Regions from separate parts of the Mus musculus genome. Here region 2 is linked to region 1. Evidence: chromatin contacts called from public HiChIP or PLAC-seq data. All regions are on one chromosome and are shown on one strand. The core of a region is the stretch at or near the end of the contact, and the rest is flanking DNA. Distances in the headings are between cores, read along the strand shown.

Region 1 (3,536 bases), core at 595-3,094:
CTTTGAATATTTAGGTTTGTGCATTTCATTTGGAATACCCATAGAGGTCAGGAAATTAGTGAGGAGCCATGAGAGAGGGTGAGAGCTTTCAAGGTTGGGAAAAAGTGGTATAGGAGCTTAAAGGAGAATAAATGAATTAAATTCTGAAAACAAAGAAAGAACTCAAGTAGTTCCATAAAGGGTGAACTACACACATGTTCTAGAAGCAGCAAGATCAGCTAAAATACATGTCAGTACCTCTAGATTCTGAGCATCCTGAGAGCTAGCAAAGTTGATTCTTCTTACTACTGAGTCCTCAGAAGCTAGCACAGTATTTGACATATAACAGTCACTCAATAAATATCTGATAATTCATTAATCACATGATTTTATGAGAAGTAACCAACAGCAGGGGTTGTAGAGATAGAGAATACGAAGCACACAAGAGTTTAAACAAGGGACAACTCTAGTTTAGAAAAAAAGGAAAGTGAGAAATCCAGGATGACCCCTAGGTTCATGGCCTGGGAGATCAGGTAGATAAAAACATCCTACAACCAGAGAGGAAATGGAGAGTCAGACATGTTTCCAGGAATGCATAATGAATTGCATTTCAGACACATCGACTTTGAGACTCTTCTAAAGAGACTTGTCCAAAAAGCAGCTGGCTCTGTGGATACATAACTCCCTGACAAGTCGTAGAGGTTACAGGTATCAAAACATCACACAGAAAAATGTAGAGTTCAAGTCTTTTTCTCCTATGATGTGCTGTATCCATCTTAAGCTACCCCAGGGTCTCAGAAAAATACTTTAAAAGACTTGAACAGATCTGAAGAAGCCTCTTGAATAAAACTTGAGCCCCACTTGTGGGGAACTCAGTGACCCACCTCCATTTACAAGCCAGGCAATCCTCCATTCAGGAATAAGCACAATCAAGTATACCTACTCTCATAAAATAATATCATTTTGAAGTAGAATGAAGTGTAATGATGCACATACACTCTCTCTCTCTCTCTCTCTCTCTCTCTCACACACACACACACACACACACACACACACACAAACCCATACCTTGTATGCTAACTTAAACATTATTTTTAATTATAATTAAATATCTGCCTATACACACCAAAACATAAGTACCAACCCCTGCCAGAACATAGCTTAATCTTGAAAGCATGCTAAGTGAATGAAGTCAGACACAAAAGCCATATACATTTATTGCACTCATATACAGATCCATACAGACAGAATCGTGGTTGCCAAAGGATGGGGAAGCAAGAAGATGGTTGTGACTCTTACTAGTGTGACATTCCAAGAAGTGAAATGTTTTCACTATAAAAACTTCACGGCATTGGAGAAATAAATCAAAGAACACCAAAAGATAGAAAGACCCCTCACAATCATTGGCAAATTAATATTAGGAAAGTTGACTACACTTTTAATCTCTATAAATTTAATGCAATTGCCATCAAAACCCCATTGGCATTCTTCACAGAACTACAAAAATAATCTAAAATTCATATTGAGGCCCAAACCCATTAAAAGTAATATCCAAAGCAGCTCTTAGCAGAACGAGTGATACTGAAGACATTGTGATATCACAATACCTGATCTCAAACTATATTATAGAGCCATAGTAACAAACCATGGTGCTGGCCCAAAAATAGACATACAGGCTCATGGACAAGAACAAAGGCCCCCAAAACAAACCCAGGCAGTTACAGCCGCCTAATTTTTAGCAAAAGCATCAGAAGCATACATTGAAAAACAGACAGCTGTTGGTCTTCCTGCTCAGATGAAAAGGTGTCCTGAGACAAGGGGGCCAAGATACCACACAGCTCCGAAGTGAAACAGTGTCTCAATGGAAGAGCATTCTGAAACATGAGAAACCAGAAACCACAGAGCTCTGAGAGGAAGCCTCCTCAGCAGAGGTGGTACAGCTCCCAGGGGAACTCAGGAGCCTCAGCCCCGCCCCTTCCCCTCCTCCCCCCCTCCTTCCCTTCTTTCATTCATTTCATTCTTGTCTTCTAATGAGAGTCACACCAGGCAGCAAATTTGGGAGGGTCCAGGGTGTGGAGGGATGAATCCTGGAGTAGTTGTCTCTGCCCCCAGGAAATGACAGCAGGGAACTGAGTAGACACAGCCTTTATAAAGGGTTTCTTGGGGTAGAGGAGCTTTCTAGGACAGAGATTTCTAGAGTGAGTATTGATGGGATTTCAAGTCCTGAGCTTGGGGGAAATGGTTAGTTGTCTTGTTCAGGGATTGATAGGTTTTCCTGCTCAGGGACTGGTGGGTTTTCCTATTCAGATTTTTCTCCTAAAATTATCATAATCTGAGAAGGGTCTTAATTGAGGGGCTGCAAACACCTTTAGGACAGTTAGGGAGGCCTGAGGGGAGGGTCCTGGCTGATGGAGCTTCTAAGACTGGGCCTGGCCATTTTCCTGCCTTGAGCATTTACAAAGTTTACAAAATCTACAAAATTTACAAAGGGAGTCCACAGCATGGACTCTGTGTGCTGTCCAGCAACAGCCTCATTAAGAAATGATGCTAAGAAAAGCTGCATCTTCACGTGTAGAATGAAATGCAGTCTATATCACAGGCACAAAAATCTACTCAAACTGGATTGACAGCTTTACATAAGACTTGTGACCTTGAAACTGCCAGAGGGAGACATAGATTAACACCTCAAAATCTAGGCACAGACAAGAATTTTCTGAAAAGGGCACCAATAACATAGGAAAAAAATATCAAAATCCAATAAATGGGATTAAAGGACAGTACAGCACAGGGATCATTGGCAGAATGAAGAGACAACTACAGGATGGGTTAAAAATCTTTGCCAACAGACAGAGGATTCATATCTGTGATATATATTATATACCTAAGAGAGGATATATTATTCTCTGGGTATGTACACAGACTCACATTCTAGGGCTGGGGACATGACGCAGTGCTTGCTGCACAGTCTGAGGACTTGATCTCAGATTCCCCGGTACTCACGTACCCGCCACACATAAGCACGCTCGCCTGCAGCCCCAGCACTGAGAGGGTGGAAGCTGACAGATTCCAGAAGGATCCAGAGCCGGCCCACCTAGCTGACATGTAATCTCCAAGGTCAGTGGGAGATTGGCTCAAAAATAAGCTGGAGAGAAATAGAAGTTGCCCAACATCAGCCTGTGTCATCCAAGCTTGAATGCACATTCACATCACATCACATCACATCACATCACATCACACCACATCACATAAAAGTATAACAACAAACAACAATAAAAACCGGCAAAACTAAACTCCAAAAAGCCAAATCATCTAATCAACCAAGGAGTTCATGAAGTGAGCAGACAGTTCTCAAAAGAAAAAATGGCCAGTAAATACCTGGAGGAAAGGATCCAAGGATGGGCACATGGCTCAGTAAAAGTGCTCGCTGCACAAGCTTAAACTCCTGAGTTCAAATCCTCGGGGCCTTCATTAAAAGGCCAGTCATTGTTGTGCGTGTCCCGTTCACCCCCAGCGATAACACAGATACCGCGTGCACCCACAGGTACACACCTACACAC
Region 2 (3,579 bases), core at 948-3,447, 450 kb before region 1:
AAACTAAGAGTAAAATGCAATCAGCAGAAAGACCAGCTCTTCCTCTTTGCTCGCACCAGCTCAGCCTCCAGGATACTGTCTAGACTATTATTAGCCCTGTCAAGCATCAGCAGCTGGCCCCACAGCCACCCTTGCTAAAGTCCACAAGTAAGTGGCAGGTGATCTCCACAGGCTTTTAACAGGCTATCAGGTCACACACAGTACTTTTCTGAGAAAAACTCACTTATGTATCTCATCACTGATCAAATTCAAGTACTTTATATTTACAGTTTAAAAGCCCAAAATGGGTTAGTTTATCATAGCCCAGGTTCATGACACTGATGCATGCACTCGTGCCGAGTGGCTATGAGCTCCGTGCTCTTCGATTTAAGTGCAGGAAGCTTTTATTTTTGAATTTCTACCTACTCATGGCAATACATCAAACAATCAGTTTTAATATCTTTAGGGTTAAGTGCACTCATGTAATTTAGAATTAAATGATTTTTATTAAGCACTTTTTACAGACTATCTACATGCTATGCAACTCCACAGTCTAAGGATCACAGTGACTGGTAAAGCAGCAGCCCCCATGAATTAGGGAAACATTAGTGAAATGCATTTTCTGAATACATCACAGAATGCATTCAATATTAAGTAACTCAAATGTCACAAGGGTTCAAATGAAAATGTCCCCCCTACAAAGCAAATACATTGGAACCCTGTGGGCTATATTGGATTTATAGTGGCACTTCCCTGGTTTGTGGCCTTTCTGCTTCTTTGGTCCGACATGCCCCTAAAATCCATCCTCACCATCCAGAACTCAGTTTGTACATCCCGAGGAGTGATTTCTCTTAGATGCGGCTGGGAAGGGAAACAGGAAGAAGTCAGTTTACTCAAGTATACCCTTGGGGGAAAAAAAACTGCAGTCAAACTGCTTGCCAGCAGAGGGCAGCACACATCTGTGGCCTTGCACATGCTCAGATACGCTTTGGGTATTCCCTTTGAAGGTCAACTCAAAAGAGGGGCAGGGTATTGTATCAGGGGTCACCAGCACACCATGTGGTTTATATCATCCAGTTTCAACCAGATCATATCTCCAGTTTATGGTGACCAGGACAACTCAAGGAAAAGATCCTCTTCCCTTCCAGACAGCTGAATGTGGGTTGTTGTAAAGATCATTTAGAGACACACCTAGGGTAGGCTTTCTCTAAGATTTTTGGATGAGTTCTCTTATTGGTTGTTCAAAGTGGTGTGGTCAATCTTGAAGCCATATTCTACACACAGAACAACAAAATCGGACCCAGAAGATAATATTTATGTATATTTGTGCATAAATATGTGTATATATATATGCATGTATGTATATATATATGTATGTGTATATGCGTGTGTATGTGTGTGTGTATATGTGTGTGTATATATGTGTATATACACACATATATTTTTACATATATAAAGCATATACTCAAAGAAGAGGGTATCAACTTGAAAGTGAAAGGACATGGGAAGAGTTTAAGGAAGGGTAGTTGGGAGGGGCTGGAGGGAGGAAACAGAGAGAGGAAATGATGCAATACTCTTTCAATTAAAAACATTAAAAAAAAGACTTCAGAAAAAAATCACAGAGATTTAATTTTTGTTCAGAGGGGTTTTGTGTTTTATTATGGGGTCCTGAGGCTTATAAGAGATTCTCTTCCCCACCCCCACCCCCACCCTCAAAGACAAATCGTATCTAGATATTTAAAAGAAATTATTCAATTTGTGTCTACATGAACAAGAAACCCTCTCTTTACCTGTAGAAAGGTATCTACAATTAAAAAGACCTTAAGAGGAGCCATCTACCCCATGTGAGCTAATACCCACTTCAGCTAACTCAAATGATTGCTTTTGGAAGGGCTTCTGATCTCAGCTATAAGAGAAAACCATTTTTTCAGTAGATTGAGCAAGGGTTGATGCTAATGGGGTCCTTAAATTCTAGGGCTAACCCAGGTCAATTGATACATTGTTTCTTCTACGAAGCATTAGTTTTGTAAGTTGAATGATCATTGTAACAATTGTGCTTGCTGCCAGGATGGCACATTTCTCAGCAATGAGGAGACGATGCTGTTGCTAAATATGTCTTCAGGAAATGAAGTCGTCTTCTGGGTACTTCTGAGTGACAAACATGAGCACACCATCCCATCACTGTGATGTTACTTGAGTTTGCAAGTGAAAACTCCCAAAGGAGTCACAAGATGTCTCCTCTAGAGGGTTGGGGTGATGATCGTTGCTCACAGGAGGGCCCCTGGGAGAGTTGAAGAGAGATCCAGAATAGATACTGAGGTGACAACACAAGGGTCGGGGCGAGGACTCAGGGAATTCAAAATATATACAGAAATAGACAGAATAGCCTAATAAATTACCATGGTTTGAATAGTTAACACTACCAATATATCCATGAGCTTACCTTTTCTACAGTACACATTTCCACCTGCTATGCTGGACTATCCTAAAATATCACTATTAATAGTACTGTGCTGATTTAATTTTTATTTAGTCAAGTTTACTAGGTTTTTGTTGTTGTTGTTGGGATTTTTTTTGCCAGTATTTGGATCAGGTTGAGACCTCTCTCTCTCTCTCTCTCTCTCTCTCTCTCTCTCTCTCTCTCTCTCTCATATACACACACACACACACACACACACACACACACACACACACACACAAAACCTTTGGTACTGTTCTAAAGATGAGGGAAATGAGCTCTAGAGTCCACAGTGGCCCAGTTTATAGAGAAGGTAGATGAAACCTTGGCAACCTGAGGCAGGTCTCCTCCTGACCGGTGCACCATGTCTCTGCCTAGTGAGCCTTCCACAGCTCATGATCACACTCATGTTTGTTCATGCTTGGCTGCTGAACGGTGAAATCACTCCGTTCCAGGGTGGCTGCTTTTACAAGCCTTTGAAGGCAGTGTGCCGTGAAGGGGAGGCTGCCCATAGATTCCCTTGAGATTATCACGAAAGCCCCTGCACCCTGTCTGAAGGCACTCTACATATTTGCATAGATGGACTCAAACATGCATGTGCGAACATATGCAACACAATCACACACCAGATGTCAAAAGAGCATCCAGGGACTTGTTTGCTCATTATTATGTCACCTCAGCATGAGTCAGTAAACACATTTTCAGTTACCTGGAACCTGGATTGGATACTACTGGTTTTTTTGTTTATGTGTTTAATTGTTTTGTTTTGTTTTTAATTTGGTTTTCTAGAGAACAGTATACTTTGATTATATTTGTGTTTGTAGGCAGATGACAATGACCTATTTAATCAATACATCTAAAGGCTAAGGGGTAAACTATATTATTCAGGTTCTTCAAAAAAGCTTATGCTAATTTAACTTGACCCGTAGCATTTCAGGTTAATATGATTTGGATGACATGTATCATTTTTAGAAATTGATGTTTTTGTTGCTGGTTTCTCCTGACATGTCTGAGCTATAATATGGAATGTGATACTCCTTCAACAAAGAAGGTAATTCTCACTAGTGAGGGTAATTAATGGCTATTTGATCATATCACAGCATAGAAACGATGTTTTTGCCACACAATAGGTTTCCTAATTG

What was found. HiChIP or PLAC-seq counts read pairs in DNA pulled down with a chosen protein or histone mark.
Region 2: an H3K4me3 HiChIP or PLAC-seq map of the 230-238 cell line shows a contact between it and region 1, with 4 times the contacts expected there. The contact joins two enhancer-like sites. A contact is called at or near these places in 4 of 115 datasets of contacts at active chromatin or transcription factors (the 230-238 cell line, embryonic stem cells and large pre-B cells) and 1 of 9 other capture datasets (embryonic stem cells).

Annotation. Positions count from the first base shown.
Region 1 is chr12:55,947,514-55,951,049 of GRCm38.p6, reverse strand. No RefSeq gene overlaps it. Among named protein-coding and RNA genes, the nearest start is that of Gm22296, 38 kb to the right of the region's middle. Within about 2 kb of position 1,844, at least 6 of the 459 cell types and tissues checked have an H3K27ac peak or open chromatin away from gene starts, as enhancers often do. A contact at or near this core is called in the 230-238 cell line, where this site is marked.
Region 2 is chr12:56,402,404-56,405,982 of GRCm38.p6, reverse strand. No RefSeq gene overlaps it. Among named protein-coding and RNA genes, the nearest start is that of Mbip, 58 kb to the right of the region's middle. Within about 2 kb of position 2,197, at least 23 of the 459 cell types and tissues checked have an H3K27ac peak or open chromatin away from gene starts, as enhancers often do. A contact at or near this core is called in the 230-238 cell line, where this site is marked.